Linked DNA regions of Mus musculus: region 1 is linked to region 2. Evidence: chromatin contacts called from public HiChIP or PLAC-seq data. All regions are on one chromosome and are shown on one strand. Each heading gives the region's core, a stretch centred on a gene start, on an enhancer-like site or on the middle of the called end of the contact. The rest is flanking DNA. Distances are from core to core; before and after follow the strand shown.

Evidence for each region. HiChIP or PLAC-seq counts read pairs in DNA pulled down with a chosen protein or histone mark.
Region 1: an H3K27ac HiChIP or PLAC-seq map of T-cell acute lymphoblastic leukemia shows a contact between it and region 2, with 6 times the contacts expected there. The contact joins two enhancer-like sites. A contact is called at or near these places in 1 of 15 datasets of contacts at CTCF or cohesin (embryonic stem cells), 1 of 484 Hi-C or Micro-C datasets (the N1E-115 cell line) and 1 of 115 datasets of contacts at active chromatin or transcription factors (T-cell acute lymphoblastic leukemia).

Annotation. Positions count from the first base shown.
Region 1 is chr10:40,214,570-40,221,159 of GRCm38.p6, reverse strand. No RefSeq gene overlaps it. Among named protein-coding and RNA genes, the nearest start is that of Rpf2, 29 kb to the left of the region's middle. Within about 2 kb of position 1,764, at least 16 of the 459 cell types and tissues checked have an H3K27ac peak or open chromatin away from gene starts, as enhancers often do. A contact at or near this core is called in T-cell acute lymphoblastic leukemia, where this site is marked.
Region 2 is chr10:39,515,542-39,522,225 of GRCm38.p6, reverse strand. Fyn (Fyn proto-oncogene) reads right to left here. Exons shown (of 14, transcript NM_001122893.1): 5 at 6,557-6,653. Among named protein-coding and RNA genes, the nearest start is that of Gm40627, 71 kb to the left of the region's middle. Within about 2 kb of position 3,130, at least 46 of the 459 cell types and tissues checked have an H3K27ac peak or open chromatin away from gene starts, as enhancers often do. A contact at or near this core is called in T-cell acute lymphoblastic leukemia, where this site is marked.

The DNA of each region.
Region 1 (6,590 bases), core at 515-3,014, 700 kb before region 2:
AAAAAAGCAACTGGGTGTGGGAGCTGATAGCTGTAAACCAAGCATGGGAGAAGAAAGGGCTAATCGGTACAAGTTTAAGGCCAGCCTGGTCTACACAGCAAATTCCAGTCAGCTGGAGTTACAGAACAAGACCCTGTCTTCAAAACCCAAACAAAAAAGTGTGTGTGTGTGTGTGTGTGTGTGTGTGTGTGTGTGTATACATGTGCACACGTGACACGAAGGTGCTTATTTTCAGTTCTGGGTCAAGCAGTCCCTTACTTAAGCTTATGTTTGTGGTTGCTCAGCTGCAGGGCAGAAATGCTGAAGGCTGTGTTGCCCTCTGTGAACTTTCTCTTGCTAACCAGAGTCAGAGCCAAGATGAGGCTGACTGTGCTTGACCTCGGGAGTCCCTTTGCTTGTCAGATACTGAAGGTGACCATAGAAACACGCTCCTGTGTAAATGGGCAATCAAAATAGCCTTTGAAGATTTGTGCAGTAATTCCCTATCTGGTTCCATGGCCCTAATACATACAGCCTTTCAGTCTCTGAGAGCAAAGCTAAAGTTTAAAAAACCACAAACCCAAGTAAAGAGCACAAATCCATAGGCAACGCCACTCGATGACGTGGTGTTGAGACCACAGCTTTACAGCCGTTTTCTCGAAGGCTTATGCTTCTCAGTATACTTGGGAACTGAGGTATGAGGAATGTCACGAGTTCAAGGCCTGCCTGAGCTACAGAAGTGAGACCTTGTCTCCAAAACAAATGAGGGGGCTTGGCAGAAAGCTTAGTCTGACAAGTATGTAGCATCTAGGGACTTGAATTAGTTTCCATTACCCATATGAAAAGCTGGTCATGTTGCTGCTTGTCTGTAATCCTAGGGAGGAGGCAGAGGCAGAAGCAGAAGCAGAGGCAAGCAGCTCCAGGAGCTTGCTGCCTAGCCAGCCTAGCCTACACACTGAGCCCCAGACCCCAGTGGGAGATTCCATCTCAAAAGCTGAGGTGGGAGCCAGGTGTGACGGCATATGACTCTAATCCCAGAAGTTGGGAAGCATGGGCAGTTTGATTTCTTGAGTTTGGGGCCATCCATGTCTGTATGGTAAGTTTCAGGACAGTCAGAGGATGACATAGACCCAGACTCAGAAAAAGCAAAAATTAAGGTGGAGCACTCCTGAGGGACAATACCTGGTTGACCTCTTGACTACACGTACACACATACACACACAAATGAACACACACCCTAAACCCAGCAGCAACAACAGAACCCCCCAATGGACACTAAGCAAGGCTTGCTTTGATGGTAGATCATCCAATAATAGGACACACAACAGCAGTCCCATAGGATGATATTATCTAGCCTTCAATTCAGGCTTCTATGTATGTGTGCTATGATATTTGCAAAAAAAATTACCTAAGAGCATGCTTCAGAACATGTCCCATTATTAAACAGCAGAGGACTATAGGAGTAATATGACAGATTGGTTATTTTGTTTAATCCCAGCACTCAGGCAGGCAGCCATGTCACTTTGTTCTTCCTTGGCCCTAGTGCATGCCTGTATGTGTCTGTAGTTGTCTGATCAAAATACAAAACTGTCAAGTTGTATGACTGCAAGGCCTATTAACTCAAGCATGTCTTTACTGGTTTCTTTTTGTGTAAAATGTAGAATTAGAATTCCGAGGAAGTGGGACTTAGCTGACAGATTCTTTGTCAAGAGAGATGTATGTCACAGCCAGAACTAAATAACACTGCAGGGGTTCCTCAGGCGGTGGCCCAGTCACCTCAGGGGTGGTGTGGGGTGAGGTGGGGTGAGGTGGGGTGGGGGAAGGGATGGTCTAACCTGTTCCTTCAGCGTTCCACTCCCCTCCCCCAACCCCCAGGTCCTCAATTTCTACAAAAAGACAACCAAGCACAAGATTTCTTTGGGGATAAAAATATTCTAAAAATTACTGTTGAGAGCTGCACAGCTGTGATTGTTACAGAAACCACTTAGGTGTGGACTTTAAAAAGGGCTGAGCCATGCAGAGAGACAGATAGACAGACAGAGACAGAGTTATATCTCTACAGCCAAGAGCTAATTTATGGACAGCTGCTGTTGCTGCTGTGGTGAATATGGGCCACCTGGCGTAACCATCTGCTGCCTTCCTGGGCAGAAAGTGTTTCTTTGGTGTTTTTGCCTGCAGTGGGGAAGCAACAGACACTCTAAGGAGGCCTCTGGTTAAGTTACTGCTGTATTTCCTGATACGTTGTCATTGGGACTCTCTTTCCTAAGTTTACAGGAACCTCGTTTTGTTTTGTTTTGTTTTGTTTTTTGTTTTTTGAGACAGGGTTTCTCTGTGTAGCCCTGGCTGTCCTGGAACTCACTCTGTAGACCAGGCTGGCCTTAAACTCAGAAATCTGCCCGCCTCTGCCTCCCAAGTGCTGGGATTAAAGGCGTGCGCCACCGCTGCCTGCCCAGCTTACAGGAACCTCTTTAGGATATTGGCAGGGACACTCTTTGGTTTCAGTACAAGGGTTAATCACAATATTTTTGTAAAATACTATTTGAGTTTTTAAAAAGTGTTTAATGTTTAAAATGTCTTTATCAGTCTATAACTTTCATAGCACACAATTCATCCACTAAAAGTGTATAGTTTGGTAGCATGTACTATATTTGCAGAATTGCAGAATTTTTGCCATAATTGGTTTTTAAAAATGTATTTACTTCTCTTCCTCATCTTCCTCTTCTTCCCCTTCCTCCTCCTCTTCTTTTAATTGAGCGATGCATGGTGGTGTACTCCTTTTTTTCCCTTTCTTTCTTTCTTTCTTTCTTTCTTTCTTTCTTTCTTTCTTTTTCTTTTTTTTTTTTTAATGTTTTTGGAGACAGGGTTTCTCCAAGTAGCCCTGGCTGTCCTGGAACTCACTTTGTAGACCAGGCTAGCCTCAAACTCAGAAATCTGCCTGCCTCTGCTGGGATTAAAGGTGTGTGCCACCACTGCCCGGCATGGTGTACTCCTTTAATCCTGGCACTCAGAAGGCAGAGGCAGGTGGATCTCTATGAGTTAGAGACCAGCCTGGTCTACAGAGCTAAAGTTACACAATAAAACACTGTCTCAAAAAAAAAAAAAAAAAACCAACAATAATAACAAAATTAGTTTATTCTATGTGTATGGGCAGTTTGACTGAATGTATGTCTGTGCACCACATTTGTGCAGTTGATTTGGAGGACAGAGGAGGCATTGGATCTCCTCAGACTGGAGTTACAGATGGCTGAGTACCATGTAGGTGCTGAAAACCAAACCTTGGGCCCTCTAGAAGATCAGTAAGTGCTCATCTGCTGATCCTCCAATCCAACCTCTATGATCAATTTTATAGCATTGTTATAACCTTTTCATTATCCCTTCCTTTGCTATCATTTGAAATCTGGAACATCTCCCAAAGGCTTACGTGTTTGGGGATGTGGTCCCATCCCATGGAAAGTGGTGGATGGAGCTCATAGGAAGTGAAAGGTGATAGGTGAGCCTGTGAGGGGTGAGAGGTGAAAGGTGAACCTGTGAGGGGTGAGAGGTGAAAGGTGAACCTGTGAGGGGTGAGAGGTGATGCCACAGACCGAGCTCAGTCAGCCCACCTCAATCCGTGGGAATCAGGGGTTCTGGCAGGTGGACATGGAATTGGCGAACATTGACAGACAGACACAGACACATGAGAGAATGTGATGAATCTGAATGTAATGTCACAAGGCGAACACCAGTCTTATATAATACAGAAAACAAAGGGGTAGGATGTCACAACAGGCAAAGTACACTGAAGTATCTGACAGAAAACAGAGGAATGACTTCAAAGAACTGACAGGAACCAGGTAATGTTTACAGTAAAGATAAAACAGCCCTGCCTAGAGTCAGCTCATGACAGGTAAGGATTTCACACCCTAGTCACAATTTGTGCTATTCCTTTGAGCCTTGTGAAAGCTAGCACTAGGGGGTTCTGCTCTAGTCGACCTTCTCATGAATAATGCAATACCACAACCCCCTATTTCCTAGGCCTTGGTAAATTCTTGCATGAGTGTAAGTTGGCTGTTCTTTTAAGTATCTGTAGGGAATTTCCATTTGTCAGAAGAATTCACCAACTTGCTTCTAATATGCAATGTATTCTGCTATACCTGGCTGTAATGAAGATTCTAAGTATACTTTGCTAAGCTTGCCCTGAGATTTCTAACTCTTATCCAGTAAAATACTGTAAGAAAGCATGCAAGACCCTCCACAATATTGCAGGGACAAATCTGGGACATTCTAGCTATGGGAATGCGAAGGTTCCAGGAGGCTGTTTCCTTGAAACTCTGCCTCAGGACTGCTTCCAGGTTTCTAAACCTGTAATGGGAGTCACTACTGGAGTGGATGTAGCAAGGTGAGCCTTTAAGAGCCCTAGCGGAGGGAAGTCAAGCCATTGAAGGGGATATTGAGACCCTGACTTTCCCTCTTTCTCTCTTTTGTTGCCTGGGTACCATAAAATGAATAGGTCTCCATCATATGTTCCCACCATGACACACTGGTCCACCCAGGCCCCTCAGGAGGGCAAATGACCTTGAACAGAAACCTCTGAATAAATTCCTTCTTTTTTTTTTTTTTTTTTTTTTAGATTTATTTATTTATTATATGTAAGTACACTGTAGCTGTCTTCAGACACCAGAAGAGGGAGTCAGATCTTGTTACGGATAGTTGTGAGCCACCATGTGGTTGCTGGGATTTGAACTCAGGACCTTCGGAAGAGCAGTTGGGTGCTCTTACCTGCTGAGCCATCTCACCAGCCCCATAAATTCCTTCTTGCAAGTTACTTTGGTGTTCTGTCACAACCGTAGACTTGAAGTGACATGTTCTCTTATCTAGCACCTCCTGATTTCTCTGTCCTAGCAATCTACTAACTGTGTCTCCGGATTTTCCTTAATCTGAGTGTTTGATATTCATAGAATATATGTTAAATAGCTAGCCATCTGTAACTAGCTTCTTTTAGTAGGTGTCCTGGTTAGTTTTTTGACAACCTAACACAAGAAAGAGTTACTTGGGAAGGGAATCTCAGCTGAGGCCTGGCTGTCTCTGCTAGTGGTGCTAGATTCCTGTTTGAATCTACAGTGGTGTCCCGGCTTTACAGAACTGGACTGCCGCTGCTGGCTCCTGTGAACAACTGCCGATTTCCTGACAACGCAGATAGAATTTGCTCCAAGAACCATTTCTAAGCAGGTCCACTTCCCCTGGATCCTTTCTTTCCCACCACTGGTGGGTTAAAAGGGAGGTTTAAAGCATTTAAGAACCATCATTAAAATTAGACTTTGAAAAACTTAAAAGTTACAATCCTGGGAGCCAGCCAGTGGGCACCATTCTTCCACAGTCTGTGTTCCTCCAGGTTCCTGCTTGAGTACCTGCCCCGGCCTTCCTCAGTGATGGATCATGAGCCCAAGAGTTGTAACATGAAATAAATTCTTTCCAACCCAAATTGCTTTTGGTCATGGTGCTTATCGCCACAATAGACACCACACAGAAATTGTGTTTTCAAGATGTGCCCATTTTGTACGATTGTGCTTGTTTTTAGGGCTATATAAGATGGCCTGGCTTTGTTGCTAGGTCTCAAGTGTTTCCACTGTCTCCTACAGTGAAGGTGCATGTTGACCATACATATGTTGTGTGATGAATTGTTTTTGTTTTTTGTTTTTTGTTTTGTTGTGTTTGTTTTTCGAGACAGGGTTTCTCTGTGTAGCCCTGGCTGTCCTGGAACTCACTCTGTAGACCAGGCTGGCCTCGAACTCAGAAATCCTCCTGCTTCTGCCTCCCGAGTGCTGGGATTAAAGGTGTGCGCCACCACACCCAGCTGTGTGATGAGTTTTAATTCTTTGGGGTCTACACAAGGGAGTATGATGTCTGTGTTATATGACATCTCTGTGTCTGGCTTGTTGAGCAACAGTGAGAGAGTTTTCTACGGTGACTGCACTACACGAGATTCTTCCAACCAAGCATGAGGGTCTAACCTGCCCATTTGCTGTATTAACCTAACAGGTGTTAATGGCTCACTGTGGTTTGGGTTTTTATTCCTCTGATGACTAGTGATGTTAATTTTTATTTCATGTGCTTATTAACCATTTGTATATCTTCCATGGAGAATGTTTATTAACAGAGATTTTGTTTTGTTTGAGACAGGGTTTCTCTGTAATGGTCTGGCTGTCCTAGAATTCACTCCTTAGACCAGGCTGGCCTCAAACTCATGGACATCCATCTGCCTCTACCTCCTGAGTTATTAGCTGGGATTAAAGGCTTGTGCCACTAGGCCTAGCTACTTATATTACTTTAAAGGGCCTAGTCATGCGGTGGCCAAAGGTAGCAGCCCAAACTGGAAGTTGTGAATTTTGTTAACCAAGTAGATACACTTTCCAAAAAATAGTGTTTCTATTCCTGCTCTGGGTCTCCTTGCTTTCTCTTGTCCTAGGTTGATGTGTGTCCTCACCTATTAGAGACAGGTCTTACTGTGTGCTCAACCAGGGTAGTCCTCACATAGTGTGCTAGCCTCCTTTGTCTCCATGGTGACTGCATTCCAAGAGTTTCCAAAAAGGCCTTTGGCTCTCACACATCCAGGTACGGGACTTTCTAAGCTG
Region 2 (6,684 bases), core at 1,881-4,380:
TTCCTCAGACACTCTCAACAGGATGTTACTCTATTAAACATTCATAGCTCCCCCCACCCCCACCCCCAGATTCAGATGGAGGCCAGGCAGTTGTGTAGCTGGAGGGCAGAAGAGATCTCTGAGCCACTGCAGCAAAATTCTCAGAGTGTGAATCAGGAAGGGCACTTCCGACTCTCAGTTTACAGTCACTATATATAGAACTATTATCCATACGCTTGGATTCATGAAGGTTTATGGCATGTGAGCTTCCTCCCATTAACAGTGGGTGGGCCAATGATCATGTGCGTGGAGTTTAGCTGTGACTTGCACCAAATGAAAGCCTCTCTATCTATGAGGGCCAGGGAAACAGGCCTGCCGGTCACCATATTAGGCGCCTCAGCCTCTGACCATTACAGACACATCACCTCCTTTTCTTCTTTTTTTAGTCTGTGAAGGTAACAAGAGAAACCTCAGGCCTTTCTTTTCTTTTTCTTTTTTTTAAAATTGTCTTTGGCTGGGCTCTGTTGATGCTCAGTCAGGGAAGAAAACGTACTGATTTTGGGCTGGGAAGACCTTCCCCAGGTCAACATTAGGTAGACACCCTGGCCTCCTGTTAAGCCAGAGTCCTCCCTCCTTCAGGTTCCCTACAGAAAAAACTTCTGAGCAGGGGTACCAAGGACCAGTGACATCTGGTGGGGCTTTAGAAAGTCACAGAATAAAAGAATAAAATGGGAACTCATCCAAGTGGGTGTGGCTATGAGATAAATAACAGTAGAAAACACACACATACACACACACACACCCAAAGTGCTAATATAAGTTTTAAAAAATTATATTAAAAAATTATGTGTAGGCATGTGTGCCTCTCTATGCAGTAATGTGCAGAGGAGTGGAGGTGCCCTTGGATACCAGAGACCTCTATCCTGCTGGAGCTACAGATGGTTATGAGCTTATTGATGTGGGTGCTGGCAGCACACTCTTAACTCCTGAGCTATCTCTCTAATTTTGAGGGATTATAAAACCTATTTCTTGGTTAGGGGTGTTAGAGCACACATTTAGTCCAAGCACTTGGAAATAGAGCCAGGTGAATCTCAATGAGTTCAAAGCCAGCCTGGTCTACAAAGTGGGATCCAGGACAGTCAGGGCTACATAGTGAGACAACAAACAAACAAAGAAACTCCTAGCATCTTTCCTTTTTAACCTTATTAAACTAACAGATCAACCATGAGAGTGATACTGTAGTTCTCTTACCCAGAAAACTGTTTAATTATAATCACATTGTGTCCATATTCTTATTTGAAATATTTATACACATCAAAGAATTTACATAGACAAAACTCCCCCAAGGAGAGCCATGTCCTTTGTCAAGTGAACATCTCTCTTAGCTACCATTCGTGCATGTGTGCATGTGTGCCTCTGCCTTGTACATCTCATGACGTAGATGCTTTGTGGCCGCGTGCCTGCCTAGTGCACACAAGGCCAGGAGCCCATCCCCACCCCCAAGGAGAAAACCAAGTTAACATTTTAAGTCAGCACTGTTCCCATTTCTAGCCCCACAGAAATATATGTAGTTGTAAGTCTAGCATCTAAATGCATATTGGAAGTTATACTGACCACCATGTGTTTAAGAAAAAGGCTTTACCTTCATTTTAATAGTGAGTGTTTACTGCTCTGAAATTCCACTAGATGGAGACATTTCATCATTGAAAAACATAAAGATCACCCACTGGCTCTTCACAGCAACCAACCTTCACTGCTCCCAGCCTGGGAACCGCTCCAGACAGTGAAGAAGAATGAAGAGCTGGCAGCCCAGGCTTGTCTCCTAACGCATGCTAACCTTCATCAAGTTACTTCTAGTTAAATCAAAGTGAAAAAGAGCGAGCACCAATTTCAGGTGATGTCAGGATGTTGGGGGATCTTGCTGCAATCGGGGACAAGCCCAGTCTTACTCAGGTGACTGAGTAATCATGAATTGACTCACTAATGAGGCAATTTCCAATTTAAGTTAGTATCAGCTGTCTTGTTTTGGTGTAGCCATCTAAATAAGTTTACACACATTAGAATGTAACAGTTGTTCAGAAGAAAGATAGCACCACTCTGGACTTAACGTTTCTGGGCCATTTTTCCCCCTCACAAGAGTGACACACAAATGACAAACAGTCACACATTATAAGGCAAATGTCACATCTTGTGGCATTTTTCTCACACTCTATTCTCACTGGTCCTAGACTCAAAATATCTACTACAAGCTGTTAGGTAAATAAACAAGCAAAAACTATTTAATTCACTGGCAGCACCCATTCACCTCCACAGTCCTGCACACAGTGTTGGTTTGGAGCGGGATCTCTAACAGGACCCTTACACTTATATTTTTGGTTGTGAGCCTAGCCTTTAACGGTTGAGCCGTCTCTCCAGCCCAGGACCCTTATTCTTGACTTGAGCTACTGTAGTTAATCAGCATTTGAAAATCTGTGCCTGTGTGTGTGTGTGTGTGTGTGTGTGTGTGTGTGTGTGTGTGTGTGTGTGTGTGTGTGTGTGTGATGCATGCTGTTCAGGTATTCTTGCCAGTGTGTTTGCATGTCTACAGAGGCCAGAGGACTACATGGGCATCTTTCTCAGTTATTCTCTTCTTTGTTTTTGAGAAAGGGACTCTCACTCTCACTGAACCTGCAGCTAGCTCATTTAGCGAGACTGGGTGAGCAGTGACTCCTCCTGTCTGTCTGCTTTCCCAGGAATGGGTTACAAGTAGTGCTGCCTGCCACACTCAGCTTTCTGCGGACTAGACAAGGTTCCTAGGACTGACTGCTGGGGTCTGGACTAGATTCCCAGGCCTGAGCTGCTGGGAACTGTAGTAGGTTCCCTGGCCTGAGCTGCTGAGCTGTCTCTCCAGCCTATAAAGCTGCAGTTCTTTAAACTGTTCTTACAGTTCAGCTTTTTAATTCACTCGTACCTGGTAAGATACTGTCTTATTGTCTGACCCAAACCCGTGATTTAATCCGACACTGGTTGAGAATGGCTTCTAAGTTTTTGTAACAGACTCTGTTCTTCCATCCCGTCTTTAATCCTCAAGTCCCTCACAGGGCTGCGGCTTCAGGTGCTGGAAGTCCAGATACTTTGGAGATCAGATGGAGGCAGGAAGTGGCTTTGCCAAGAGCAGCCAGCCTTGAGCTGTCTGGCCAGCCAGGGATACTGGATTCTTCCTGCATTCCACAGCTGTACTTCTTACTCAAAGATAAGACTCTTGAAACTACTTTTATCACATGTCTGGGTAATACAAACTTTTTTTTTCCCCAGCTGGGTGGTGGTGGCACATGCCTTTAATCTCAAGCACTGGGGAGGCAGAGACAGGAGGACCTCTGGGTTGGACACAAGCCTTGTCTACAGAGTGAGTTCCAGGTCAGCCAAGACTACACAGAGAAACCCTGTTTTGAACACCAAACCAAACCACCAAACTTATTAAAAAAAAAAAAAAAATCAAACCAATTTTTTTTTTTCCTGATTATGACAGAAACTAGCTTTCAGTAGGTCCTGGGTCAGGCCATGATTGCACCTATGTAAAACACCCACTGCATTTTAAGGACATGCTGTTTCAAGGTGGGTAAATCACCAGTTACAAAGTGTGAGAACGGGGGTGGGGAGAGAAGGTGAACTTACAGTGCTGTGAACGCAAGCCTTTTACTACTGAGAACTCCCAACGGGTCAGCGAGGACCCCTCCAACCCTGTGTGCACTGGGAGGAGCCTTCTGAGCACGTCCTGATGGGAGGGGTAGTCAGAAGGAACACATGGGGGGGCAGCTGCCCCGGGGAGGACAGAGCCCCATTCCTCTCCTGTCAGGGCTGGTGGTGGTGGAGGGAGGGAGGGAGGCCTTCACACCATCTGCTCTGTCTTTTGCTCTGTATTCCCTTCCCTGTTATTACCCTTGACTCCAGGATATCGTTTTGCTGTACAAACCTTACTTTTCTTTTCCATAACCGTGAAAAGGGGCACTTAAATACCATGTAGGACAAAGAATTTTATCCTTAAAGGAAAAGTCCCTTAGCAATGTTCTCTTCTAGGAGAACAGGGTCAGAGGACCAGAGAACTCTGCAACCGTTAAAAGCTATGCAGTCAAATAAAATGCACAGTGAGATAGGCTGCATCCCCTAAACATTCCTCTAAAATCCGCTTTATTGACTGTGTAGACTCCTCCATGTTGACTGTGTAGACTCCTCCATAACAAAGGACAATGACAGGGACTTGACTTTGCCAGTGACTAACTGGGCCATGGCTGCAACCTCAAAACAGGCCTATGTCGGGAGTGTGCACAGGTGCCCAGAATTGTATGTGCCTTTTTCTACCCCTCTACTTCTTACTTCCTAGGGCCTACAGAGTTTCAAACTTCTAGTGACCTTGTCAGTTAAAGGACATTGTACCCACTGGGGAGCTTTACACAAAACCCAGTCAATAGACTCTGACAAGCAGCGCTCATCTGAGACTCAAACTAACAATAAGCAATCATAAACGGGAAGAGATCAAAGGCAAACGCCCCTCTCTCCAACGCTGCAGCCACCTCCCTCCATTCCCACCGTCACTTAAGACACTCCAGCTGCCTTTGATGGCAGCATCTGGGCTTTTCCCAGGTCACACCTGACACCACACTCTGAATTCTCAGCCCCACATCTCACCCTGGGCTTTGCCACCTGCCAGGACGGTGCACTGGGCAGCTCCCTAACCCGTGCTCTCAGATGTCACGGCACATACTTCAGACAGCTGTTGTGAAGGATCAGCGACAGCAATGACATGGTCAGTGCATACGGCACTTTCAATAAATGGCAGCCATTTACTATTTTAAAAACCCCTGTGCCTGCAGGAGCTCTCTGGGGGTGGAGGGGGAGGTAATTCTGGCTGCACGGACATGCTTAGTATGTGAGAATACAGTAAATTCTGTCCTTGAAATTTGTGGTAAAATACATGTAACATCAATGTATCACTTTTTGTATTTTTAAATGTGAGGTTACGAAACAGTAAGTCAGCATATACACTGCTGCCCAACCAGCACCAGGCGTGGTTATACACACCTTTGCCATGCATTTCAATAAATTAAAACACCAAAACACAGCCACCTCTCTTCTGGTGTTGACAACTGCTCCTAATTTTAAGCCTCCTGCTTTATGCAGACAGTGCCTGCTGGCATTTAGAAGAGTTACTAGTGTGTCTGGAGGCATGGGGTCTTGCTGTTGAAAATGTTCTCCGTGCAGTGCTGAGAGCCAGGGGCACCCTGGAGAAGGGCAGGCCTCCCATGGAGACACTCTTGAGGTTACAGGGGGTTCTCCATTGCCACACCCTCCTCTTTCCAGTATGTGTTACCTCTTACCTCAACCCCTAGGTTCCTCTTTTTTTTTGGGGGGGGGGCAGAAGGGCCAAGCTTCAAGCCATTCAACTGCCTTGAAATTCAGCCAGAGAAATCGCAATCAGACTTCTTAGCAAGAGCAGCGCCCACCCCACCTCACCCCAGGTGCCTCGTCCCAGGTGGCAGTCTTTGCCCATGAGTGGGGAGCACTCATCAACACACTTGAGGTGCTGAGGCACGACAGTACCATCTCCTTGGGAGTGGATTTTCCTTCCGTTCTCTCATCTATGCATGCTGAGGGAGGTGATGCTCTGGCACTGACAGAAAGCAGAGGCACAACTGCTTTTCCTCCACAGGTGCTAACTGTGGGGCTTGAAAAGGGTGTTAACCTTTACCCTAAGTTTGCCTGCTCCCTGGTGACAGTTGTTCCTGGTGGTCACATTCTCAAGTCGGTGAAAGGCCTCTGCTTTCTTCTTAAGAGCACAGACACTCCCATATTTTCCCTCAGGAAACCACCTCAACAGGCTTCACAGTTGTGAAGATGGGGGGATCTGGTTGCTGGCCTGAAGGGCGAGGCCTCTGACAATGCCCACACCTGAATAATGGAGAGCAGCTCAGAGCAGAGAGCACGTGGCTGGCACCCAAGCCGTGCGCCAGTCATCTGAGAATGCGGCTTTTCCCGGGGATGGGCACGGCTGCTTTATGTTCTTTACTGAGATGCAAACGCACGGACCCTGGGGTTAGAGAGATGCTAGAGAGATGCTCAGTGGTTAAGAGTGCTCGCTCACAAGTCTGCATCCCAGCAGCGTGTCTCTCACAAGCCTGTAACTGCAGTGCTGGCCGAGGGGGGTGTGGGGCGGGGGAGGGGGGGAGGCCACTGCTAAGCTTGCTGGCTGCCAGCCGAGCTGAAACCTAGGTGCTCCAGGATCAAGGAGAGACGCTGCCTCAAAGTGACGGAGGTGGACACCCGATTGCTTCCTCTGACCTTGCAACACACACACACACACACACAGAAGCTTGCTCTCTCGCGTGCACACTTAAGAAGTAGGCTCTAAAAGGACTCTGGTGCCCTCTTTAGCACTTAGTACCATGTAGTATTGCACTTTGTCCTCAGTTCGCTCAGGCTCGAATGCCATGAGCTAGTGAGTGCAGAAGGCATTCTTTCCTTACTTTCAGATAGCACATGCATTTGCTGTGAGAACCTTTCCCCCAAACCAAAGAGCATGTGTGCTCCACCCCAAACTTACGAGCTGTTCAATATTTGAAATTTTTCTCCTTTGTGAAAACTCAGGTCATCTTCCGTCCGTGCTTCATAGTCATAAAGCGCCACAAACAGTGTCACTCCTGCCAAAAAAAAGAGCGGAGACTATTACAC